2 separate regions of the Mus musculus genome follow, and region 2 is linked to region 1. A link is a contact called in public Hi-C data. All regions are on one chromosome and are shown on one strand. Each heading gives the region's core, a stretch centred on a gene start, on an enhancer-like site or on the middle of the called end of the contact. The rest is flanking DNA. Distances are from core to core; before and after follow the strand shown.

What was found. Hi-C and Micro-C count contacts between places; a contact is called where the count stands out from the background.
Region 2: a Hi-C map of olfactory sensory neurons shows a contact between it and region 1, with 2.1 times the contacts expected there. The contact joins two enhancer-like sites. A contact is called at or near these places in 8 of 484 Hi-C or Micro-C datasets (the AML12 cell line, bone marrow-derived macrophages, brain and 5 more) and 3 of 115 datasets of contacts at active chromatin or transcription factors (embryonic basal ganglia, embryonic hindbrain and epiblast stem cells).

The regions. Positions count from the first base shown.
Region 1 is chr2:60,796,445-60,803,112 of GRCm38.p6, reverse strand. It overlaps Rbms1 (RNA binding motif, single stranded interacting protein 1), which reads left to right. Exons shown (of 14, transcript NM_001141931.1): 3 at 5,371-5,429. Among named protein-coding and RNA genes, the nearest start is that of Rbms1, 82 kb to the left of the region's middle. Within about 2 kb of position 3,797, at least 10 of the 459 cell types and tissues checked have an H3K27ac peak or open chromatin away from gene starts, as enhancers often do. A contact at or near this core is called in olfactory sensory neurons, where this site is marked.
Region 2 is chr2:61,375,464-61,382,131 of GRCm38.p6, reverse strand. No RefSeq gene overlaps it. Among named protein-coding and RNA genes, the nearest start is that of Gm39834, 8.3 kb to the right of the region's middle. Within about 2 kb of position 2,926, at least 9 of the 459 cell types and tissues checked have an H3K27ac peak or open chromatin away from gene starts, as enhancers often do. A contact at or near this core is called in olfactory sensory neurons, where this site is marked.

The sequences.
Region 1 (6,668 bases), core at 2,548-5,047:
CAGTCTGCCCTTTCTCCATCTAAAGCATGCAAACTCAAAGTGGAATTGCTTTGAACCTCTCCGTGCTCGATGACCCAAGTTTCTGTAATTGTCAACATGCGTGGCCTTTCAACTCCAAAGCAAACTTCCTGCCCTGTGTGTTTTCAGCTTGCTAGCTGTGTAACCCCGAGTAGACTCACTCTGCTCCTGAGTTTCACGTGTACAAAGTAGAATCAAAAAACCACCTAATCAGAGGTTGCCGTGAGGATTAAATTATGAGACAATCACTCAGCAGTCTGTGCACAAAAAATAAGAGCTTATTAATATGACGTATGCCTTTGATCTCACTAAGTCATCAGCTTCTAATGTTTTTTCCCTTAGTTTATCCTCATTTCATGCTGTCTGTCCATCTTGCTGTCTGTCACCACTTACATCTTGTTCTTAATGGGCACTCCTGAGTTTGAACATGAGCCATCCTCCTGTATTCATGAGCAATAGTTGGCTGTTTCAGATGCATCTTTTTCTGTTAGCATTATGAACACATTGTTTTTTGAATATGCCCATTGCCTATTTATAGTAATAAATAAGCAATAAGTGGTGCTTTAAGAATGTCCTAGTGTATTCCAAGTCTAGTACGAGCACTGCCAGTATTTAAACCTTGGAAATGCCAAGTGTTAAGGTAACATTTCAACCATGGTCGCCATCTGTTGGTGGTGGCTGGTGTAGACTCCCATTTCCTAAGCTCCTAACTGGGACGAGGGGAAGGATAGTAGGGAAGGAAGGGGACAAGAGTATGCTCACCTTTGCACATACAGAGTGCTCACATCCTGTAAGGCGATGACTGCCACATAGACCTGGGGCTTTAGGTGATTTGAATTTTGTCACCTGTGCTCTGATCCTAGCAGTCTGTAGCTTTGGTGATTAAGCAAAATCCAAAGGAAAGGGGTGGGGGACGATTTTGAAAGGAGAAGCTCCGGGGACAGCAGATACTTCTTTAATTAAAACTAAAGTGTGTTTGGTTTTATTCATAAGCAGGGATGGTGGAGAGAGAAGTAAAGCTATATTGCAAACCGGAGAAGCTTCAGTACCCGCGGAGCAGTTCTTCAGCCACGTCCGCAGGAGCGCGAGGGCCCAAATGTGAAATCTGACTTGTGATCCTCTCCCTTTGAAATTCTAATTATTCTGTAGTCACGTCTCTTAATTACGCTTTATCCTTTTCCTGCCAGCCTTCCTCTGGAGTGGATTAGCTTCTCTTAGCAAGAGTATTATAACCAGGGAGAGTGAGGGCTGTGGTCTGAGCCTGGTTACTTTGAAGTTGGATAAAACCTGAAGAGTCAGTGTAGACACACTGGCTTCGCCACAGCCCTACACCTTACACACTACATTCCTGGGTGTGTCCCGCATGGTGTTCTCAGAGTGTGCATTTATCCAGTACCGTGTACATCTCTCTTCCTTAATAATTTTTTTTAAATTGCAAATGGGAACAAAGGTAGCTTAAAGTGTTTATTCCTCTATGGATTTGTACCCAAACATCTGTTAATCTTGTGGCCTCTGGTGATTGACAGTAGATTTAGATTAGGTTCTAATTACCTGTAACATACCCCACCCCCGTCACCCTCACCACCCCAGTTATTAAGTCTTATTGCAAGGAAAGCTGTCAGGGCAATGGTGAGCATGTGGCACTGTGCTCTGAGCGTAGCTTCTGAGTGGACAACATGGAGATGTTTAATGAAAGCGAAACCGGTTAACACCCCTCAGTGGCTCCAGATAATCACCTCACCGTGTGCAGGAGCCAGCAGACCGTAACTCCGCAGACAGTGAAAACCCTCCGTAACTTTCTGAGAAATCAGTCTTTCGGTCTTAGCTCGTGAGCTGATGGAAGCCACCAATGGAAAGTAAAACTGGCAAATTTCAGAAATGCCTTCTCTGTTCCTTTGCTCTTTGTCAGTCTCGAACTGTGTGTTTGTTTCATTTGAAAAGTAAACACTGCTCACTCAGCCTTGGGGGGAGGGGGGGAACGAGAGTCAGGGGGGGAGGGGGGGACGAGAGTCAGTACTGAGATGGAGGAGACTGTCTGATCCTGCCAACTCCTGTCATAGCTGAGCTTACGAAGGACAAACTGCTTCTCACAATCACTTCATAGACAGGTTGCAGTGAAAACTTAAAGACATTTTTTGTGAACTTTGGAAATTTAGGCAAACTCGTAGGCTTAAACCATGATCTTGACTGTTTTTTACCCTTCACAAAAAATGGGGGTAGGAATCAATTTTGAAACTAAATAAAACACAACATATATAACACGTCACGCATAACCTTACTGTTTCTCGTGACATGGCTTGAAGAGCATAAGCAGGGACTTTGGCAACTGTAACCCCCTTTATTATTTCCTCGGTGAATCAGTGAGACAATTAGGGCTGGCTTCTGGGAAAGAAAGATTTGCACAGGTCCTCTGGGATCAAGGTGGGTAAGCTGAGGTAATGGGCAGGTGGCCAGGACATGTCTAACAGGGTGCGTGAGGGAGATTGATGCAGCAGATGGGTCCTCTTAGAAGGACCAGTGGCGTGGAGGCTGGGGGACTTTTTAGTGCTGTTTAAATAAGTCTAGACAGTATAGGGAATTTTGGAAGCATCAGAGACAAAACTCAGCAGGGTTACCGTCTGCCTTCAGAGTTGACACAGTCCCTGGTAACCTGAGCTTGGCAGGAACAGGAGAGTAAAGTGCTATTGAATAAAGATACAAGAAGGAGATGGAACATGTGTTTGGGATGCTTTTTAGACAGTGGTGGGCACGAGACAATTTCTAACCAATACTTGATATCCTTGGTGTGTATTCTCAAAAGATAGGAAAGAGAAATAGCATTAGTTACAGCCACATCTCTGGATAAGTATCTAAATAAAGATGGTCAGGGGTCAACTATTAAATTAAAGGAAGGAGTAAAGACGAAGAATGGACCAGGCACCCCTGAACAGACCACGGGAATGGAATGGGAAGCGCCTCTGTGGATACCATCTCCCACAGTGAGGAGAAACACAGATAGCATAGGTGCGAGGGTGAGCGTCAATGTCACAGGCGGCAGAGAAGGAAGAGCTCAGGGATGTGGTGTGGCCAGCATGTCACCTCTCCACTTCCCTACACCTTTGCCATCACAAAGTGTTCAGAGCAGCAGCGGAGGACACAGTGCCAACCCCTGACCTCCTGAACATCCTATTCTCTAGTTGACAAAGAACAGTGGGTTCTTAGAGACCTCAGGCATAGTATCATCCCTTCAGTGACTGTGCCCTTACTCAAAGCTGGGGTCATACAAGCCCTTCCTGCTTTTGGAAGTGTGCGACAGAATCTAAGAAATGCTTCCGTTGACGACTGCCCATGGGGGTGAATGCTGGGAATAGGGAAGCCCATGACCTTGGAAAAGGATCGACTGCCGAAGGGCCATCGTTATGTCTGGCTTTCTTTGTTTTTAGCTTCTGTGCTTCCTTTACATCTGTTTCTGTAAACCCAGCGATCCGTAGTGATGTCGTTAGGAGTGCTCAGGGTTTCTTTGGGGAATTGAAGGTGTTTGCGCTGCTGTCTCTTGGATGTAATTATCATTTGAACCTTACATTATCCTTACTTTTCATGCCTAGTTAGAACTCACTTGACTACGTGATTATACAGAGTGGAAGGAGGGGACTTAAATGGACAAGAGAGGTGGCTCGCGCCATTTGGTTCTTTCGGACAAATGTATGTCAGCTGCTTTCACATACAAGCATAAGTACCGAATGTTCAGAGCGGCATAAAATGTAGTGGAGAACTCTTTGATTGCCTAACACACTTAAGACACTTGAGGTTCTCTTCTTCCTCGGGACCTCAGTGTACTTGTGACACACTTGACAAGTGCTCAGCCACCCAGCTCCCTCCTCAGCTAGAAGACTCACTTTTTTTAATCCTCAAAAGGTAATCATGAGAAAGGCAGAAAAGAACATGTCTTAAAACGTATAAATTAAGCACCAGGGAAAATGGAATTGTAGAACTTTGTATGCAGATGTGAGGAAATTTTGGCCCCGGATTCAGGAAGGATCGCCTGCACAGTCCTCCAAAGTTTTCCCTGATTTTAAAATTGTAAATACTAGATTTCAGAGTGCCCTGAGTGTTTGGAAATCAAGTACGGGTTGTAGCGCTTTTCCTCAGGGTTTGCACTGAGGGGAGGTGGGGCTATTCTGTCTGCGTTTGTAAATGATATTTAATCTGTAGCAGGAGCGCACTAAATCAGAACATTGTGCATTTTTCCCTCTCCCCAGTTTCTGTGACACCTTAAGGGATTTAACGCCATTTCTCATGAACACAATCATATAACTAGTGACGAGTCCCAGTTGGCTGTCCCGTAGTCTCCACAGCCCATCTCATACACACACACATGCTCACACTTGCCACCTGAACAGTTATTGCTGAGTTAGATTTAATTTTTTAATTTTCCATTTGTTTTGAGAATTTTTTTCTTTTTTTTTTTTTTCTTTTTTTTCGAGACAGGGTTTCTCTGTATAGCCCTGGCTGTCCTGGGACTCACTTTGTAGACCAGGCTGGCCTCGAACTCAGAAATCCGCCTGCCTCTGCCTCCCCAGTGCTGGGATTAAAGGCGTGCGCCACCATACCCGGCTCGAGAATTTTTTTTAAAGATTTATTTATTTGTGTCATGTATATAAGTACACTGTTGCTGTCTTTAGACACACCAGAAGAGGACATCAGATCCCATTTCAGATGGTTGTGAGCCACCATGTGGTTGCTTCGAATTGAACTCAGGACCTGTGGAAGAGCAGTCAGTGCTCTTAACCACTAAGCCATCTCTCCAGCCGAGAAGTGATATTAGTAATATTTATAAATATAGAAGTCTTTGGCAAAAGGAGAAAACCCCTATCTTTTGCCATTAAATTTGGTAAGCAGAATACATATACACCTGCCACTCAGCCTGCAACCACACAGCTCGCTTTTCCGAGCCGGGATGAATAGAATAATGCTGTCTGTGTTTCATAAAGAGCTGTGTGGGTCATAGAACTTTAATAGATCGGTGGCCTTGTATTGGCTTTGTAGTTGGCCACAGACATAATGTTATCAGAAGGGAGATTTTTTTTTTTGTATAGAGTATTTCGTTCATTTTTTTTTCCTGAAGATTGTCAGGAAAGTACCTGTTCTTCAAAGCCAAACATCAAACTTGATATAGAGCTTCAAAGGGGAAGCCTGGCCATTCCTTTTTTTTTTTTCTTAGTTTAAAGTTCAGAATTCGCCTTGTGTTTCCCCTCAGTAAAGAACATTTTGTACTTTAAAGTTTGCAGATGTTTGAAAGAAAATTGTGTGTTCTTTGGACTTAGACATGAATAACAGCTCCTTGTAACTTCTTCCTTTTCCCTTTTGTTTTAGATATGGGAAGATCGTGTCCACAAAGGCGATTTTGGATAAGGCCACCAACAAGTGCAAAGGTACGGTTCTGTGGGCCGCCTTAGTATACTCAGTCCTGGCTGTAGACGGATGACGCCAAGGCCTTAGGTTTCACAACCAGCCTCATGGTATGAAAAAGCACATCTCACGTGGCGCCCAGTCTCTCTCTTGCACAACGTCTGCATATTGCTTACGTTTGTTTTGTCCCTAGTTGAGTTTTGGCTGGAAACCCATCAACTCCCAGTTTGCCAGAATTCTGGATTTGGCGCCAGTAGAGTTAACACGCAAACTACAAGTTGGCTTTCAGCCCCTGCCTTTAAAGGGGGGAACAGAGCTGGAGAATAGCTTTTCTTTCCTGAGCCTGGGGAGATTAGAGCTGCTTACTGAAGACCATTGGACTGTACTAAAGAACTGAAAAGATTACATATTGTGTAAATTGGCTCTATTAATTAGAATAGAGTAGTTTTAAGCAGTACTTAATTACATGTTTCAATACTCCCGATTGTTCTCTGCTGAATGCCTGTTGACAATATTGGCAGCGGGGAGGAGAGACCCATTTTCACTGACCAAATTGTACCAGGGAGAGGAGGTCATGTGCCCCTTTGAAATCTGCTGCTGCATTAATTTGATGCACTGACCTTCAGTTTTCCATGCAATTAGGATGAGCTCATCCGGCTTCTTGAGCCGGGAGTGCGAGCGGCTGGAGCAGGGCAGCGCAGATGCCGTGCCTCTGACTTTTAATGATCCAGCATCTTCACAATAGGCATGTGATTTCTAGGAAAATGGAAGAATGGAGTCAGCTGACTTTGACTCTAACTACTGACCCTGGGAATTGAAGCAAGGTTGACAGAAATAGGCAGAGAAGGCAAATCTGCTCATTAATTAGACCCTGGCTCTTCAAGTAGTAGTGATGGGGCACTGGCTTAGCATTGAAAAAGGCAGGGAACATAAATGGAGCCTATGGTGAGGCCTCCGCTTGTAAGCCGGTCCTTCCCTTTAATCTAGACTTGAAGTGGTCCATTGTACTCTCTCCTCTTCAAAGTGCCTGGATTTAAAGGAGCTATTGTAGCAAATATCTAAGCCCATGTTTAATCAACATGGCATATTAAGGCAGTTTTGCCTTAGGACAGTGAATAGAGTGTGCTTTATGTAGAACGGTACCCAATAAATATTTAAAATGAATTAAACCGGAGAGAGTCAAATGCGTGCAGAAGTGCATGCACTTAGCTGCCAAGATTAGTCTTACTTAGCATCAATAAATGATTTGGGCAATCAGACAC
Region 2 (6,668 bases), core at 1,677-4,176, 580 kb before region 1:
CTTTGATAACCAAATCACAACTTCTAGTTATACACTTAAGCAAGATCCTAGATGGCTGCCCCTCATCTTATGCCCATAATTTAGTCACATTTGCTACAGATTCTTATGGGTGGACTCTAGCCTTTATGTGTGTTTCAACAGATATGATATCCTTTTTCTATGAAGACAAATTAGTCTCCCCTACTCTTGAATTCTCTAAATTCTGATATTGTTGGAGCACCTCCCAGCACTGAGTGCAATACCTAACTTCTCCACAATCCTCCTGCTTCTCTCTCCATGCATCCTTCACGATGGAGTAAAGAGTGCCGCTGAACTCATCAGAGTCTTTTGATCTGACATAACAAATTCATCACCACTTTCTTACCTGTCTGAGGATTTTGATCATGTCTCCAATACCATGCTCACGCTTCTGTTATCTGAGTACTTTGATAAGGTTTAAGCTTCAGTGACATATTAGCATGAGCTCTATATGTGTTATTAAGGTATCAAGCCTTTTGTCATGGGACAGCAGTCTTTTTTCTCTCTTCTTGTCTTATATTCTTAACTTTGTATATGAGTATCCTCAAGGTCTATTTTCATATTGCTTCCTGGCTTCTGTTGGGTCCATATTAATTGAATATTATAATTCCTTGGCTATGCTATTTCTTGCCATGTCAGAGGACCGTATATCATGCCTAGCAGTGTTATAACCTAGGTAGTCCTTTCCATGTAGCACTTATTTCATAGGATATAAACCAATAGAGTGTTCTGTTAGCTAGCTAGAATGTGTACTAGAGATCAAGAAAACCACCTTTTAGGTGGGTTGAGTCTGAAGACAGTAAACAGAGCTCTGGCTAAAACAAAAGGGCTAGTCTTAGTGCTTTAGTTAGGGTTTCCATTGCTGTGATGAAACTTCATGGACAAAAGCAACTTGGGGAACAAAGGGTTTATTTCACTTACTCTTCCATATCACTGTTCATCATTGAAGGCACTCAGGGCAGGAACTCTAGCATGGCAGGAATCTGGAGGCAGGAGCTGATGCAGGGGCCACGGAGAAATGATGCTTCCTGGCTTACTATTCATGGGTTGCTCAGCCTGCTTTCTTATAGAACCCAGGATTGCCAGCTCAGAGGTGTTACTACCCACCATGGTCTAGGCTCTCACACATCAATCACTAATTAAGAACATGCCCTACAGGCTTGCTTACAGACATATCTTATGGAGACATTGTCTCAAATGAGGTTCCCTCAGATGACCCTAGCTTCTATCAAGTTGACATTAAAAAAACAAAACAAAACAAAAAAAAAAAAAAACAAAAACTAGCCAGCACATTTGGGACAGACCAATCTTTTATTTTGAGAAGCTATCTTGCACACCATAGGATGTTAAAAATGTCCCACAATGGCGTCTCCCTATTAGATGCCACTGCCCAGCTGCGATCAGCAAATATTTCCCCTGAGAGCTATTGCTTAGGAGATGGTTGTCTGCTCTCCTGAAACCAGGCTCTTGTAGACGTCCCTTAGGAGATGCCAGTATTCTGTAAGGTACAATGGAGGTGAAATGTCGTCAGATTTTCCCTGAGCACATCTGGTATCTGCAGTGATGGCTAAAATTCAAAATGGACAAAGAAGGTGTGAGCCATGGCAGAAACTGTGTCTGACTCAGTTTGTCTGAATAGTTTCACTGCCTTTCATAGGTGACACCACTGAGACTGGAGGAGTAGGGTCAACTTAAGTGTGACTCGTTAGGACTAGAGATGCACAAGACCAAATACTGCCTTCCCTCAGGAAATGTTCATTCATGTAAACCATGAAATATTATGTAATGCGTGTGTTGATAAGATCATACACACAGCATGTGATAAGGCTGCAAATGCAAGGTATTTATTTGGATTCAAAATCTTTATTCATATGGTGGACAGATATACTGCCTGCTTTTATTACATTGGGGCACACTGGAATAGTCACTAAATTATTTGCATACCCAATATCACTTAACACACCTAGAACTTTAATAAAGTGTATATTCTCACTTCTCATTTTTCAGAAAATAAAGTGGCCGTTTCTTGTATACTTTCACATAACCTAGACACAGTATGCTTAAAGAGTCGTTGCTTGGTGGAAGAAGATGACCTAAGACTGATAAAATCAATGCAGACAAGCAGAGATGCAGGCACAGGCTAATGCAGCACATTGCTAGAAACAGGAGAACCCAGTGGCTGATTCCATTAACTCCAGCTTCATCCTGTAGCAGTGTGAATAATTAAGATACGGGCTGGTACTAAGACTCTCAGCTCCTTTTTAGAGGGGCTTACAGAATTGTGGAAAGTATCTAAAAATATAGAACCAATGTGAAAGAAATAATATTGTTACAAGGGAATGGATAACTAGGGATAATGGGAAAGAGGAGAAATAGCAAGATGCAGCTAATTACCAGGGAAAACCCCTTGACACCCAGGATGGGGAGCCAGGATAATGGTCTCCTGAGTGAAGTGGCAGAATCACCATCAGTTAGTACATTTAAAAATAGGCAACAGAGAGCTAGAAACAGGGCTTTAGGGAATAGTCTTGCATTAGGCAGGAAAAGCGGTAATTGACTAAGTGACCTAATATTAAGAGCTTTCTTTCTCATAAATTTCTTGAATTCTGAAAAAAAAAAGATAAAAATCTTCAAGCTGTATACAGAAATGTAGGTACCTAATGACTGGAAATACCTAAATATAGTCTCAAATTATTCATAAATGCAAAATGAAAGCAGCTGTGCCCCAAATGCCACATAACGTGAGGGCCGGAGGAAATGTAGGAAGTAGACAGTTGGTGTGGGGGTGCTCTCAGTCTGATTTTTTTTGAGGCACTCAGGTGACCTGTGCCCAAGTGCACCTAGGCTGTACAAAGGCCAGCTTGGTTGCTTACGGAAATCTCTCTTTCTGTTTTTCTTTTCCAGCCCCCTGCTGGTAACCTGCTAGAGCTGTTGATGCTCATCTTCTGTAGACTCCTGCGTTGTCCATATCTAAGTCAGTTGTCTCTTCGTTGAAACTGGGGAGTGGTGAGATCATCAAGCTGTTCCCTAATGTGCAACTCTGAAGCTGCAGGTTGCAGAATCGTACTGCAGACCCACAGAAGCCGCAGAGGAGCTCGTGACTGTGAATCTTACCTTGGGGCAAGACAAGCTAACTCCAAGAAAACTACAAGAAGGGAGATCCTTCCTCCTTCTCTTTTCTAATTACTTCCCTTTATTTTCCTTTACTACCAACCAAAGGAGACATCGTCTAAACATGCTACACACATATACTCTGAGTACAGACACATACACATTTTACTGACTTGCAAAAGGCTTTAACACAATTTTCTTGTCTCTGTCATATGCTAGCTATTATTGCTGTTTTGTATTTATCATGTCCTTTGATTCCATTTGAGGGCAGAAATTACATCCCAGGCATCTTTCTATACTTCATAATGCTGTAGTAAAGACATTGATTTTTATCAAATGTGACTAAGTCAAATCTGTAAAAAGTCATAATAAAAACCCCAAGGTGTGTAGAGAAACCCAGGGAGTGCCAGCTTCGCCAACATGGCAAGTCCTCGTTCCGAGGCCGAACACTTAGCTGGGTTTCTACTTCTACCTCTACCAATAATCTCATTTGAGACATTAAGCAAGTCATGTGGTTTCAGCTTCCCTTCCTGTAAGCAGATAACAATCACTTTTTCTTTTTATTTCTTTCACAAAGCATCTGAGAGAGTAAGCATGATAATATCGCTGTTTAATATCACTTTTCACTTAGCAAAGCTAAAAATGATATCAACATTATCTACATCATCATTTTTACCCTCCCCAAACAGATGAACAGGAGTGCAGCCTGGCCTCCCCAGAGATAATTACTTTCCCGCACATTGAGACATACAAGAGAAGATAAAACAGGAAGGAAAACAAAGATTCCAGGAATTACATCTAGTTACAAGGCAGATCAGTAATCTGTCTTCTAATATAATTCTCCAGATAATGCTAGATATCAGGACAAGAAAAAAAGAATTGGCGTTGTTTAATTTTTGACGGGCTACCTAATGAACGGCTAAACCATTTTTGCAGAAGGCAGAATTACAGTGGTTTCTTCTCCGATGCAGCTACTGTATCTAGAGCTAATTGGATTTCCCATTATGATGAGGTTTGTTTTTCAGAATTGAATCTCTGAGTCTCTTCCAATTGCTCTGAGTTGATGGTGAGACAAAAGATGTGCAGGGCGTGTGGAGTGAGTCATGGGTTTGGGAGCAACTCCATGAGGTCAGAGAATCCTTAGGAAAATCGGTGCGTTCTAACTCACGGTGCAAAGAGGAGCCAGGCTTGAGCAGACCATGTCTTCCCAACATGGACATTCTCAGGAGGGGAAACTGACTCTCTGTCATTATCCCTGCCACCACCCTCCTTTCAGACAGTAATGTGTTTTCATTCCATTAAGAGCTTGAATGTTATCTGTGTGGCTGGAACGAAACGGCAGTACCAGCTTCCTTTCTAGTCTGAGGGGTTGCTGTACAGATTACCTCTTTAGCATCGGTTTGTCTGCTCTGGTGTTTTGAAAAGTGAAAAGAATCAAAGTGAAGTGTGTGTGTGTGTGTGTGTGTGTGTGTGTGTGTGTGTGTGTGTGTGTGTGTATGTGTGTGTGTGTACTCATATGTAGCGAGCCCATTGGTTCCTTACACGTAAGCACTCAAAACACATCAATTTTGCTCATCGTACTGAGAGACACCATCATTTTGTAAGATCCTAAGAATCTAAAGATAAAGCGACCATCAATGTTGTAAACTTCTAGATGGGCTAACCACATGTGGGGCCTACTAGAGGCCCTTGAACCATCAGGCTGTGGTTGTAATCAGGCTCCTTCAGATGTGGAGAGAGGTTCAAAGAGGTAATCTAGCGGTCAGCTGGGAGAAGCACAAACTCGGACCAGTTTTTTTTTCTTTTAAATTGAATAATAAAGACTATATATATATTTTTTAATTAGGTATTTTCCTCGTTTACATTTTCAATGCTATCCCAAAGGTCCCCCATACCCACCCCCCCCCAATCCCCTACCCACCCACTCCCCCTTTTTGGCCCTGGCGTTCCCCCGTACTGGGGCATATAAAGTTTGCAAGTCCAATGGGCCTCTCTTTGCAGTGATGGCCAACTAGGCCATCTTTTGATACATATGCAGCTAAAGACAAGAGCTCCCGGGTACTGGTTAGTTCATATTGTTGTTCCACCTATAGGGTTGCAGTTCCCTTTAACTCCTTGGGTAATTTCTCTAGCTCCTCCATTAGGGGCCGTGTGACCCATCCAATAGCTGACTGTGATCATCCACTTCTGTGTTTGCTAGGCCCCGGCATAGTCTCACAAGAGAGAGCTATATCTGGGTCCTTTCAGCAAAATCTTGCTAGTGTATGCAATGGTGTCAGCATTTGGAAGCTGATTATGGGATGGATCCCTGCATATGGCAATCACTAGATGGTCCATCCTTTCATCACAGCTCCAAATTTTGTCTCTGTAACTCCTTCTATGGGTGTTTTGTTCCCATTTCTAAGAAAGGGTAAAGTGTTCACACTTTGGTCTTCATTCTTCTTGAATTTCATGCGTTTGGCAAGTTGTATCTTATATCTTGGGTATCCTAAGTTTCTGGGCTAATATCCACTTATCAGTGAGTACATATTGTGTGAGTTCCTTTGTGATTGGGTTACTTCACTCAGGATGATACCCTCCAGGTCCATCCATTTGCCTAGGAATTTCATAAATTCATTTTTTTAATAGCTGAGTAGTATTCCATTGTGTAAATGTACCACATTTTCTGTATCCATTCCTCTGTTGAGGGGCATCTGGGTTCTTTCCAGCTTCTGGCTATTATAAAAAAGGCTGCTATGAACATAGTGGAGCATGTGTTCTTCTTACCGGTTGGGACATCTTCTGGATATATGCCCAGGAGAGGTATTGCGGGATCCTCCTGTAGTACTATGTCCAATTTTCTGAGGAACCACCAGACTGATTTCCAGAGGGGACCAGTTTTATATTTTTACTCAGGACTTAATCTCTGAGTGTCTTCCATTCTCTGTGTCTGATAATGACGCAAAATGTCCTTGAATTTCAGGCACACCCTTAAATATCTCCTACTATTAATGCCCGCCCCCAAGTTTAACTTCTGGCTATGTTGATTTTTACATTAAACCTATATGAGTCTTTGTTCTGATATAACATTGAAGAAGGAAAACGAAAGAACAGTATGGCCTTTGAATAATTAATAAGTGGCAAATTAATAAATCTCAAATCTGAAATCAGAAGTGAGCTCCGGAGCCCCAAACTGTGGTTCAATCACAAGTCTTCTTTCTTGACCAACGTCATCCCAACCATGCAATGGCAACAAAGCATACTGAAGGAGCACTTTACAGCTTTGAAACCATGTTCATATATGTTATCTCAAATTCGCCCAAGAGAAAAACATCGAATATACCTGCTGTGAGATAACGGCAGACTTTTTTTTTTCCTCCTCAGATTGTTTCAGTGCTATCTTTGGTTACCATAATTTCATGTGACAGATGAGTATCTTGCAGGTAGAGACTAAAGTGCTATGGGATATAGAAAAAAAGCAGGCTGACTTTACAGATGCCAAGGTATCCTTGCAATCTAGCAAACACAGCACCCTGTTCTTTCAGCAGAGCACTGCCATC